Regions from separate parts of the Zea mays genome. Here region 1 is linked to region 2. A link is a contact called in public Hi-C data. All regions are on one chromosome and are shown on one strand. Each heading gives the region's core, a stretch centred on a gene start, on an enhancer-like site or on the middle of the called end of the contact. The rest is flanking DNA. Distances are from core to core; before and after follow the strand shown.

What was found. Hi-C and Micro-C count contacts between places; a contact is called where the count stands out from the background.
Region 1: a Hi-C map of tassel shows a contact between it and region 2, with 2.9 times the contacts expected there. The contact joins the promoter of LOC100193370 here to the promoter of LOC100279122 in region 2. A contact is called at or near these places in 2 of 25 Hi-C or Micro-C datasets (ear and tassel).

The regions. Positions count from the first base shown.
Region 1 is chr1:123,912,107-123,918,352 of Zm-B73-REFERENCE-NAM-5.0, forward strand. LOC100193370 reads right to left here and starts at 1,387. Exons shown (of 2, transcript NM_001138500.1): 1 at 1,159-1,387; 2 at 255-1,061. The coding sequence starts at 1,366. The coding sequence ends at 604.
Region 2 is chr1:123,473,525-123,480,509 of Zm-B73-REFERENCE-NAM-5.0, forward strand. LOC100279122 reads right to left here and starts at 1,961. Exons shown (of 33, transcript NM_001350807.1): 1 at 1,702-1,961; 2 at 1,450-1,623. The coding sequence starts at 1,857.

The DNA.
Region 1 (6,246 bases), core at 137-2,636, 440 kb after region 2:
ATAATATAGACTACCAAACAGATACATGTAGATTATAATCTGTATTGTATAATTTAGATTATAATCTAGATTATATAATCTATAAGCTGAAACAAACAAGCCCTAAGTATATGGTAATTTTTTTGTACTAGCTAGTTTTAGCAACTTTTTCTTGCTAAATCTTTGGCATGACAACTTTTATAAGTCCATTAAGACCTAGTTTAGGTACTCTAGTATTAAGCTCAACCCACATGTATTGAGGTGAATTGGAGTATAACTTAAACTAATTTATATATCAATCCACTTCAACACACGTGGATTAGAGTTAATATTACAATACCTAAACAAAGTCTAAGGTGTATTTTGCAGTACAGGGAAGACGACCATTGGAATTTTGCTTAGAAAATGGAATTGTTTTCACTCTGTGTGACCGCACACCAAAAAAAAACCCTCATAATAAATAAAGAAACAAAGAAGGGTTTTTTTAAGGAAACACACATGATACTACAAGCAGCGTAAGCTCTCTCCAGGCAATTGATATAACAGAAGGCGATTGCTGGTTTGAGTCCATCCGCAGCTAGAAATGAGAAGCTTATTCAAAGCAGGGTCCGAGCCCTCAACCAGCTAGACTCCATTTGGATTTTGTCTCCCCATGGGGGTTCCGGTTTCCTTTCTTGCGGTCGAGGACCTTTGGTTGGTACTGCTCTCCTCGTTTTGACGGGGCTCGGGCGGGGGCTTGGTCGCCCCCATCATCACGGCGCGTTCGCCGGGGCGTTGCGGGTTCTTGTGGACGGTGACCTCCAGCATGCCGGCCTTGAGATCGGCCGTGACGTTGCTGCCGTCGTACTCCTTGGTCAACAGCAGCCGGATGTGGAACGCGCCGACGCCGTGCGCGTCCACGGGCGCCGGCTGCTGTGGGGCGACGACCCTGCGTTTGATCTCGAGGACGTCCTCGCTGGTGGTCACCTCGATGTCGCTCGCCGACAGCCCTGGCACCTGGAGCCACAGCGTGACGCGGTCATCTTCCTCCTTGATGTCCCACCGTTCCTTGCCGTCCGGCGGGGGCACGGGGCACAGCAGAGCTGAAACGCATGCATGCTCTTGTGCGTAAGCTGCTTAGCACGCATTATTATATTGTTGCATAATGATGCTAAGTGAAATGGAAGTGCATGTACTCACCAGTGGGCGGGATGTTGAATGCCGCCGGCCGTTCTTTCTCCGGGAGCGCACAGGTCACGGTGAGTGCCCGCCGACGGCATTTCACGGAAGCAGAAAGCCGCAACGCCGCCACCGTGGGCCTCCAAGAACCACGGGCTCGCGTCAAGAGTGAGGAAGCCTGCAGGACCGGCGATGCGCTTACGGCGACGGCGGTGCTGTAAGGTCCCATAATGGTCGACGTTTATCTACGCTGGCTTTGAGGGGTTGTATCGTGTCAAAGCAGAGCGTTTATATAAATCTACAGACGGCTAGGAGGAGACACTGCTAGGCTTTAGTGGCCTTTGCTTGGTCGGGTGTGATGGAATAAAGCGGCGCGGCTTGCCAGGCAAGCACGCTTTGGTCTGGTACGAAAAGTTGAACTTGATGCTTGACAGACGAGGTGGAAAGATGCCGATCTTGCAGCCCGAATGAATGGACATTTCCTTTTTGTTTTTACTTTGCTCGATTTGCTTCATGAGTAGGAAGATCATGATTCGTTCCATCTGTCCTTGTCATTGTGTTGCTTCATAAGTTCTCCCATGCACTCTCACTAGTTATGCTCATCACTCATGTATTTTCTGTATTAGAGAATCGATAAGCAGTTTTTAAATTTAGCAATTTGATACTTTCTCTGTTTTTCTATTTGTCATGTTTTAGTTTAAAAATAAGCTGGCGGTCATTAAATATTCGAAAACGGAGGTAGGATTAGTTAGAGTTGGACGTGAGACTAATCCTCTTAGATTCAACACAGGAGCATCTAGTCATGGTTGATGGCTCCAAACAATACTAAAGGTCACTCTTCAATCCTAGTTACATATGGCCACCAATCGAAAATAAATGCTATGTGTCCCTTAATCCTAGTTGGTGGTTTCAATCGGTATTAGAGTGACCTTTAGTTTTGAACCAAGCTATTAACTAGTACTAATTAAATGTCTGCATATATATACACCTTCCATCACCCCCTAACTCGAGTCATTCAGAACAATTTTTGAAGCTCCCTATTCTCTTGCTTTGCTCTTGCTCTCGAACTATTTGTGAAGAGTCTATTTCTCCATTCATTCTAGGCTCTAAAGGTTAGTAACTTCATCGCTGTCGGTGTTTGCTCCCAAATGCGCACTACGGGCCCACGTAATGCTTTTGGTAGGACGGCGACGTCGATCACTGCTCAATGGTACGTGCGGTGGCACATCGGAATACAGGGAGTTTATACAGGTTCGGGCCACGTGAATGCTTACCTTCGTCCTGTGCTGAGTATTGCATTGATCTAAGTTCAAGATTACAAGATGCGTCTTCTGAATAATCTGGCGTTTTGCTGCACATAGGACATGTCTTATGATTTCAGGCGATTCCTTCGCGTGACATTCGCATGGTTGGTACGCTTGCCGCACACAGGACATGTCTTATCATGCCTTTGAGGCCCACTATGTGCCCTACTAGACGACTTATTGGGGGTCTCTTTGGCAGTCCATGGAGTGCATCTGCACCTTATTGACCCATGGGATATGTATCTCCCACAAGCCTCGAGGTTGAAGCCATTTTTTAGGGCAATTGGCTCAAAACTCTAAGAATGAACTCTGTCACCTAATTTTCTTTCTTGAACGCAACTTATTTTTCCCATGCTTTGGTCTATTGGGTGCACCGTAGGTGCACCCAATGGGTGTAGCCCTCGAGCTTCGAGTTGATTTGAACAACAATCGACTTGGAGGTCTTAGAGATCTCTTTACTTCAGAGGAACATATTATTGGTTTGATTCTTAAGTAGATCGAGTTCCTGGCTAAGTGGTATTTAGCCAACTGAATTTGGCTTTATGGAAGTTCGGTCGAATGAAACTTTAGCCGACTAAGACCTATTCGGCTAGGACGTGTTTGGCCAAAGTCTGCTAAAGTTGTCGACTGAGTTCAACCGATAGAGGCTCAGTTGACTCAGGTTTGACCAACCAACTCCTGTCAAGCTTATGTTTTTCATTTAGTGAGGCACAATTATGTTGCTAGTATTTCTTGGATTAGAGTTTTCCAGAAAGCCCAGACCTAGCACCCAATGGGTGTGTATGGTGTCTTATTCGCATAACAGTTTATTGAAGTGACATGATGTAATGATGCGTGTGAGCAGTTCATTTACTGACCTCCGATGCCGTGTTATGCCATGTTTTGCCAGAAGCGTGTCGTTTCTTGGAATTTTAAACGACTCTTGATGGCTTGTGATTGTTCGTTGTACGGATATAAGACGAAAGGGCATCCTTCTACTTCTTTAACTAAGCCAACCGTCTGCTGTGCATTTCTTCACTCGTCTTGGCTCTCCTTTTCTCCATAGTCCTTTTCTCCACCAGAAATCCCTAATGACGAGAAGCATGGATGGCAAGGGCAAGAAGAGAGGCAAGGGAGGCAAAAATGACAAGAGGAAGTATCCTCCGACTTCGCTATTGGAGGACTTCACTGACTTTGAGTACTCAGAGGAGAAATCCTCCTCCGAGGATGAGAGGACCACGCCGCCGATTCCCCCCTTGTCGTCATCCGTCTGTACGGATGACTCCATGGGGCTTTCTGCATTGGAGAGAGCCTACATCCGGGCCATCAAGCGAGCAAGGCTCGATGGCCCGGATGACTCCAAGGAGAAGGTGGACTCCATGGAGGAGGATGGGTATGAGGGCAAAAAGGGCGACAAGGTCAGCGGCGGTAGTGACAAGGGCGACTGTAAGGAAAATGGACCTCGGGTCATTTGGCCAAAGAATTTTGGTGTTTGATGATCGATATAACCTATGGACTAATGTGTTTGCTAGTATTTGCATTGGTAGTTCACTGGATGAGAAGAGGATTGGACTAAGAAATTGAGGATGCAACACCTCAAAAGAAGACATAAAAGAAGCATATAAGTCCAAAACTCAAGAACAAAAGAAGCCCAAGGAAACAGCGAAGAAATCCATGAAGTGGGCAGTCAGCCAGTGCACTCGTGGCGCACCGAACAATGAATAGTAACCTATCCAGTGTGCACAGGACTGTCCGGTGGGACACTGCATAGTCTGCGCAGAGGGGCCCATAACCAGGCGCTCTCGGGCTATAACACCGGACTATCTGGTGTGCACCGGACAATCTAGACAATGGTCAGATCCAACGGTCGACTGCTACAGACCCCAACGGTCGGCTGACATGGCAGGGCACCGTGCAGTGAACAGTGCATGTCCGGTGTGCACCGGACTGTCCGCTGCGCTCGTCAATAGAAAGCTACTGCTTCTATCCAACGACTATAATTATGGGGAGAGGCTATAAATACCTCCCAACCGACCATTTCAATGTGTGGGAGCCCAAGCAACATACCAAGGCATATTATAGACATTCCCAAGTGCTCAAACACTCAAGTGCTTAATAGAATCACTTGGTGATTAGCACAGGTGCTTTGCGAAGTGCTTAGGTTAGTTAGACCGCTTATGCGCTTGCTCTAGGTGAATCCTAGTTAGTTGAGTGTGTTTAGAAAAACCACACAATCCTCGGCTCTTGTGCGAGCTATTGTAATTGTACCGAGTGGGGCGAGAGTCTTGCGAGACCGTGACAACCGTGTTTGTGTCACGGTCACCACTGTGTACCGAAGGGAACGAGTCCCACGATGTTTTAGCCGAAACCTCGATAGTGGAGATGGCAGGGAGCGTCCAAGAGGATCCGGAAGCGGAGCACCACTTGCGCGTGGAAAAGGCCCACGACTCTCTACGGAGTTACTCGTCCGAGGTGCTTGGCCCTCACGTGGGCTTCCCTTTGCGTAGGGGCACCAAAGAGGATTAGTCGAGACCTTGCATTGTTTGGATACCTTGGTAAAAATATCGATGTCATCCACGAGAGTTTGCATCTCTACCTTGCTCTTTACCTTCCGCATTTATATTAAGTATTTAAGTTTCAATCTTGACTTTCAGTTAGATTATTTAGAATTGAAACTTAGACTTTGCGGTAGAGATAGCAACACATAAACAAAACCAAGTTTGCACATTCTAGATTGTTTATTTGCATAGGTTTTGCTCACCACGAGTGAAGAAAAGGAAGTTCATTTGAATGTTAGAGCCAAAAATTGCTTGTATGAATCTCTTAGCATGAAAATTTTCAATCAAGTTTTTACATTAAAAACTGCTAATGAGATTTGGCTAAAATGGCATGATCTCCATGACGGCACATCCAATGTACGTGAGCAAAAACAATGCCTAGTTTTAAATGAGTATAATTCTTTTGCCATGAAAGAAAATGAGCTTATTAGAGAAATGTATTCTCATTTAAATTTAATCATCAATGGGCTCAATTCTATTGGCATTAATAAGCTAGGTGATGCGGACATTGTGAGGAAGATTATCTCCCTACTACCACAACAAAGATATGGGAGCATCATCACCATTCTTCACAACATGGAGGACTTGAGTACAATGACCCCGACCATTGTAATTGGAAAAATCGCGGCATTTGAGATGTCGTGTAAAATGGGTCGGCAAGAGGAGCCAACTTCTTCAAGATCATATGCTTTTGCATGTGATGAAAGGAAAGGCAAGAAGAAGGCTCCCACTCCAAGTTCCTCAAGTGAAGAAGAGGAAGAGGAAGAGGAAGAGGGAGAGGAAGAAAGTGATGATGATGAAGATAATCAACCATCAACATCATCCTCCGAGGACGAAGAAACAATCTGGCGCGTCAGAAAGGTAATGGGGATGATTCGCAAGATTAATCTAATGAGTGTGCCTCTGCAGGTCGAGGATCTTCGCTTTAATATTGACAGGAAAAAGAAAAGAAAGAGGGGATGCTTTGCATCAGGGGAGAAGGGCCACTTCAGGGACAACTGTCCAAATATGGCCGAAGCCATAAAGGGGAGGAGCAAAGGCAAGGCGCTTACAAGTGTCAAAACTTGGGATGACTCTTCAAGCGAAGATGAACCTCCAAGGACACACAACCACCGATCCTCATCACGCTCATCAAGGTCATCACGCAAGTGCCTTATGGCAAGAGGTAAAATAAGTATTCCATCCTCTATTGATGATAGCAGTAGTGATGATGAAGGTGAGGGAAAGCCCTCATTAGATGAGCTTGCAGAAGCTGTTAAATTTTTTGA
Region 2 (6,985 bases), core at 711-3,210:
ACTAGCAAATAGGGTCAAGTCAGTCCAAGCAGCTCATAAACCAGCCCAGCAGCCAACTTAGCCCGTCAAAATTAGGTTACCCACCCCACACCTGCCAGCCACTTCTTTCCCTTCCCTCCCATTCCTAGCTGCCAGGCTCTTCCCCCGCCCCCCCGCCGCCAACAGCCCAGCACTGAGCTCATCGCCGCCAGCACTGCTCTGTGCATGCTCGCCCCCTCTCCTCTTCCCCCCCCCCTCTATCTCGTCGCTAGATCTACTCTGGGCAGGCACCAGGCGCCTTCCAGGCCACCGGCTGCCAGCAACCGGCGCGGCCACTCAGGCGCCCCCTCACGACCACCTTTCCCTCCCTAACGCGGGTGCCAACGGGCAGAGCCCTCTCTCCCACTCGCATTCCGCTCGCCTTAGGCGCTGGGGTAAGGCGAGGCGGACGCCTTGTCTCGGCCAAGCGCTTTACCGCCTAGGCGACGCTTAAGCGTCGCCTTGAGGACGCCTTAATAACTATGGGTTTTCCTTCTTAATTCTTGCCTGACTAGATTGATAGGTCTCCTCTCCTTATATAGAGAGACTTACTTGACCCCTAAGCAAGCGACCCTTATCCTAACTAACCAAAATCGATCTAATTTATCTCTTCCCTTATCCTAAGTAACCAAATCAATCTAACTTATTATTTCCTTATCCTAATGGCTCCAATTGCCATAATACTTACTATGTCAATCAGTAGTCAGTGCTAATGAAAAATGAGACATCTATGTCAAATTGGAATATTGGATGGCCAAAAGGCCTTCCTGGTTGGCACTAAGATTTCCTGCAAGAATTTAGAGGGGGGGCATCCAGGAAAAAGTCATGGTAATGAACTAATGGAAATCCTGGGAAATTTCATTTCTACCGAGAGTGGCGTTAATACTTCTCATTCTAGTGGAAATCATATACTGGTGCCTTGGTGGCCCTTTTCCAATATTGATGTTAAACATGGCTAACTTCAGCGCTGAAAAATTTTGCTAAGACCATTTTAAATTAATGATGTCATCTGATAAATGATTATAACTACAAATATCTGCAGGCCAATATTTGAGATTTCAAAGCGTTCTGCGCTTCTGACTCAAAGTAAAAAATCAATCTAAGTTATGTCAATTACTCTGGCAAACCAGTAAGCATCAACGGGTATCCCTCAAAGAAATTGTATGGCATATTTGAGAGATCTATAATACTAAAATTCCAAGATCGAAACAAAAGGGGGGAAAACCTTGGTCACTACTCAGCATTCAAGCAATTCTACGGAATCTCAAGCCCCTACACTAGTCGACTTACGGGCCTACACAGTTTAGCTACCAAATACAAATTTAAGCTAAACATATGGGACTTCAGGAACTCAAAGAAACAGATATCTATACCCAGAATCTACTAATTATTATGTACATCCAATACGTGAGACAGGGGAAGCAAAATTACCAGGCATTTGCTTGCACGAAGCGCGGCCTCCTTGAGCTCTGGCTTGACAGTGAGGCGACGCTCCCCGACGGCAACCTCGCCAACTTCCAGTGCGCTCCTGGACGCGTCGTTCGGCTTCCCGAACATAGAGACCGACCCTCGGAGCCACGCGTGGTGGCTTTTGATCCGCTTAGCCTGCAGCAAAGGAAGCCAACTGTTACGACTGATGATTCTGCGAACGCGGCAGGCGGACTAGGGATTAACTGCACTTACGAGGGCATCCGGGACAGAGGGGCCAGCAGTGGCTCGGTCGAGGTCGTCGGAGAGGACGACGAAGGAGTCCCACCATAGCGATGCGGACAGGGTCTTGCTGGTGCCGGCGGCGTTGACGAGGATGGAACTGGATGTAGCCGCCCTGCCGCTCGCCATGGGCGGTGAGGGCTTAAGAAACCCTAGTTGCGGCGAGGAGGCGGGAAATGGACAGAGAGAGACCGCGGTGAGTGTAGCAGCTGAACGAGGGTTTTTCTGGGAAAGGAGACACAATGGAGGGAGGGCGGAGGGTTTAACAATGTGTCTAGCAATTCATTGTGGTTACCTAATATGTTCTACACCGTATATAGTGCATTATTTACAAATTAAAGTTTGAAATTTAGAAATAGGTAAGCTGCTGAAGATAGCTTAAGGATATATTTGTTCAAGATTATAATCTACTTCTAACTTATTTTGAACTAAATCTTATAAATAAGTTAGATTATATAATCTTGACAGTTTATAATCCCAAACAAACCGTCGGAACTTCCTTGCCCAGGAGCGTGAGCATGCGACCTGGCATAACGCCGAGAACTCTCGCGAGCAACCACTCCTTCCTCGCGACCTGCAGCCGGAGTTCACCCAGGCCCGTGGTTCCAAGTGTCACACCCGGTTTTAGAAGGCAAACCGAATGCAAACCATATATGTGTCAGGATTAGCAATTCACGTACACAACAGTTTAATAGTTGGACATCATCACACGGTGCTCGAATAATAACATAAAAAAGTATTAATTTGATTACATCATGATGTCCAAGACATCCACATAGTATTAAACATAGATCAGAGTGCGAAAACGAAACGTAGCAATACACGACCTTCACAGACATCCACATAGTCTTAAACATATATCATAGTCTTGGAACTACTTGAAATCCTCCACCATGACTTTATCTTCTCCTGAGTAGTGGTTGCAATGTGGGCAACCTGTGGGTTGTTGTTGTAAAGCAATGGTGAGTACACATCAACATACTCAGCAATTGTCCCGTTTGGCTGAGGTGGACTAGCTTTATGTGTGGTTAGGATTAAAGCAGTTGCTTTTAGTTGGTCAGGTAATGATTACTAGTAGAGAGCCATGTTTTAGCATTAAACCCAAGTTATTAGCACAAAATTACTCCTTCCAAACGGAAAGAATACCAGAAATTATAATCATAACCATCGAAACCATAAATATCATCATCATCATTTGTAATCATAGTATCTCTAATCAAAGGAGCTCTCAAGGTCGCTCATAACCGTGAGCACGGCTGATATATCAGTTTCATAACACTCTGTAGAGGTTGCACACTTTATCCATGAGCCGTGATTCCCTCTCTAGCCCGGGCTTGCAAGATCCTTGTTCACTCCCGAGGTGAATGGCCAGTGATTCACTACGAAGCCTTTACAAAGATTCCCTGAGGTTGTAGCCGGCCGTTAGGTTTTCTAAATATACCGCACTCCTCCCCAAGGGGCAAACCACCCTCGATGGAGCGAGCCACATACACCAAGCCCCATTGACGGCACGACGGCGAAGTAAACTACACCTCAGTTCCTCTAATTAATTAGTTAAGGGCGTCTCATACCACCCTCATGGTTGTACTGTTTTTTAGGGTGGTCATTGTAACGCCCTGAATTTGGTGGGTAGAATTTTTTCTTCTACTTACTCACCAAATTCAGACGTTACTCTCTTTCCTTTTCTCGTTTCGCTCCTTCTTCCTAATTTCAAAGCAATATAGTGACGGTGTCTATGTCATGTGTAAACAAAACCTAAATGTCATGGGTGTTGCATCATGCTGAAGCATATTTCTTTGTCCGATGTCGTGGTTAGTCGTGTGTTCGTCTCGTCCCGTTTCAGATTTTGGTTCGCGACCGGATTCCGATTGGTGGTTGTGTGTGTCGTGGACTTTGATCCGCGATGTGACCCAGCCCGGCCCAGTCCGGCCCGCGCGCCCCTGGCGCCCCTGCCCCCATGCGCGTGCCCCCCTCCCTTGGTCTCTTTCTCTCATTTGATTTCTCCCACGCAGTAACCTCCCTCTCCCTCTCCCACCTCTCCCTCTCTCTCCCTGTGGTGCCCTAGGGTTTGGAGACGGTGATCGCCGGAGTTTGGATCCCCGAGGTGAGCTTCCCCTTCCCTCTCCTTCCCTCTCTCTCCCTCCCCCTCCCTTTCTTACTCCCCTGGCCGCGCGCCCTCCCCCTGCCCGCGCGCCCTCCCCTGCCCGTGCCGTGCGCCCTCCCCTGCCCCGCCGCGTCCCCCTCCCCGGCGCCCCCCTCCCCAGCGAGCCCCGCCCCCGTCGCGCCCCTCCGCCGCGCGAGCCCCTCCTCGCCGCGGCCCCTCCCCGGCGCCCCTCCCTGGCGAGCCCCACCCCCGTCGCGCCCCTCCCCCCGCGTGAGCCCCTCCCCGCCGCGGCCCCTCCTGTAGGATCTAGGACACCGGCTAGAGGGGGGTGAATAGGCGGTTTTGACTAAAATAAAAAACACTAGGTAAATTTAATCAATATAACAAGAGTAATAATTCTCTAGTGACAACAAGTAAATAATGTATGAGAAACAACTACGTTGATTGAATACTTGAGGAACAATATGCAAAACACTAATCACTTGCAAGGCAATAAGTAATGCAAGAAGGTAGAGACACCGAAATTTATCACGTGGTATCGGTGATTTGCCGATCACCCCTAATCCACGTTGAGGTGGACTTCAAGCTCTCACTTGCTCCTCTATCAAGGCACGACTTGATCTTTGAGCCAAGTGGACAAGAAATCACTCAATACCTCGATTCCACTAATGTCACCTTTGCCGCTCGGCGAGGTAGGCGCGAACCCCTCACAATCAACACCGCGGCTTCTCCACAATCTTCTTGGAGAGCTCGACGGAGACAATCACCCGAGCCGTCTAGGAGGCGGCAACCTCCAAGAGTAATAAGCCAATGACGCTTGCTCGGTGTACCACCTAGTGCCTCAAGAATCACCGAATGATGCAAATGCACTAGGAACTCTCAATCTCTCACTAGAATGCAATCTCAAGCAAAGAGTGTGAGAGAGTGAGTTGGAGGATCACAAATAAGCTCAATGTGTGCAAGGAATGGCCAAGAGAGCTCTCTCACACGAGCTACCCTTCTATTTATAGACCCCCATCAAAATCCAACCGTTATGTGCAAAAAGCACCAGTTCTGCGCACACGCGGACGGTCCGCGCCCTAGGGCCGGACGGTCCGCCGTACATATAACGGCTATAATTCTCGTTTGAAAACTGTCAGAGCTGTCAGAAAAGGTGGATCCGAACAGTCCGCCCTCCAAGGCCGGACCGTCCGCGACCTGGAAGCTTGAGGTACACGAACCATAACACGGGCGGACCGTCCGCTTATAAGGCCGGACGGTCCGCGACCTGAGACAGTACTGTCCGGACTAGTCCCCCGGACAGTCCGTAGTACAAATCTACAAAATCACATAGTCCCTGTCCAAAACATGTTTGACACTTGCGGACGGTCCGCCCAACACAGCCGGACGGTCCGCGCTATAATTCAGGGACTGGCCCGAAACCAGCCTTCTCTGGTCATGACTGCGGACGGTCCGGCCCTAAGGCCCGGACGGTCCGCAGTGCAATAGAACAAAGTGGCTTCCGAAGTGGTCAGACTTCGGACCCCTCTGGTGGATCGCGGACGGTCCGCCCTTAAGGCCCGGACGGTTCGCGCATCCAAGACTTTGCAATTTTTCAAACTTGCTTTTGAAAGAACTTTTAACTCAAGAAATTTGAAGCGTTGTTAGTCCTCATGCAAATGCAACTACTTGATGCTCTATGAGGCACTAAGCTTTACACAGATCAAAGTCATTGACCCCTCTTAATAGTACGGCTATCTAGCCTACTAATCCGATCAGGTATCTTCTCTAAACTCCTTAAGACCGGCAAAAACGAAACCTATATTATACCTTTGCTTTTATCTGATCCACAACCAATGCTTATGATTCTCCAACATTTCCTGTTCTATGTGGTCCAACCCTGCATTCTTATTTATCCAAGAATCGTTAGTCCACAAGCAGTTGTCATTAATTACCAAAACATCACCAAAGGGGCCTAGATGATTCACAATCTCCCCCTTTTTGGTAATTGATGACAACACTACATAATATATTAAAGAAAAGTTTAGTTTTTCCAAATCTCTCTCATACCTAAGGTATAAGATAGATTTTGGAGATGAGTTTCATAGGACTTATCTTGATTTGAAATTCTGTCCGAGAGATAGATAAATCCCAATAAAAACTCGGTATGTAAGAAAGGCTCCCCCTAAGTGTGTGCAGGATTATTTGAAGCTGAAGATATAACACACATAATATATCAAAGTTTGATGGAGACTTTCCTACAATCATGGTTATCGAGGCATACAAGAGATGATACGTAGAGTAAGCACAACAATTGTAACTATTCCTCGATTAACCACACACAGAGTAATTTGAACTGAAACATAGTTCAACCCACAGAATATTATAGATAATTGTCCACAGACATACGACATAGAGTTAACAGTTCAAGCCAGTTCCAAATGCATAAGACATAAACTAATGCATGCGACATAAAAAGGTAAATATGCATATGCACGGTCATAATGTCCACATAGACCAACAACTCCCCCTGAATGTAACATCTGACAACTTCTCTTCTCAGCACTTCTCTCCCCCTTTGGCATCAATTGCCACAAAGGAGAGGCCTCACTGATCACTGGGTGCAGGATGCATGTTGTAGTAGTGAGTGCTGAATGTGTCAAAAAGAGAGGAGAACTGGCCAAAATCTTGCTGGAGTTGCTGCTGCCTCTGACTGATATCATGCATGCTGTCATTTGTAGAAAGATTGTCAAATTGGCTGGAGAGAGCACCCATGTTATCTTGAAAACTCTGCTGCATATTATTCAGCCTGGTCATGATAGGATCAGTGACATTAGTGTGAATGTGATCACGAAACTCAGAAAACTCAGAGTTGAGCGCATCCCAGTTACTGTCAAAGCGAGACTGCATGTCATCTAGGCGGTGATCCACATGTGTCATCATGCCCTCAAAGCGAGTATCAATATGGGTCTCAAGCCCCTGCTGCATAGTGTGAAAATATGGATCAAAGTAGCCTGGACCAGGCTGCCAATACTGCTGAGGCTGAGGAGGAGGTGGAGGAGGAGGCATCTGCTCGCCCTCAACAGCAGGATCTGCTCCTGCATCATAGCCAGGGTCTTCCTCATTATCTGGGAAGGGAGTGAGTGGCCTGGTGAGAAACCCTATCTCATTCTT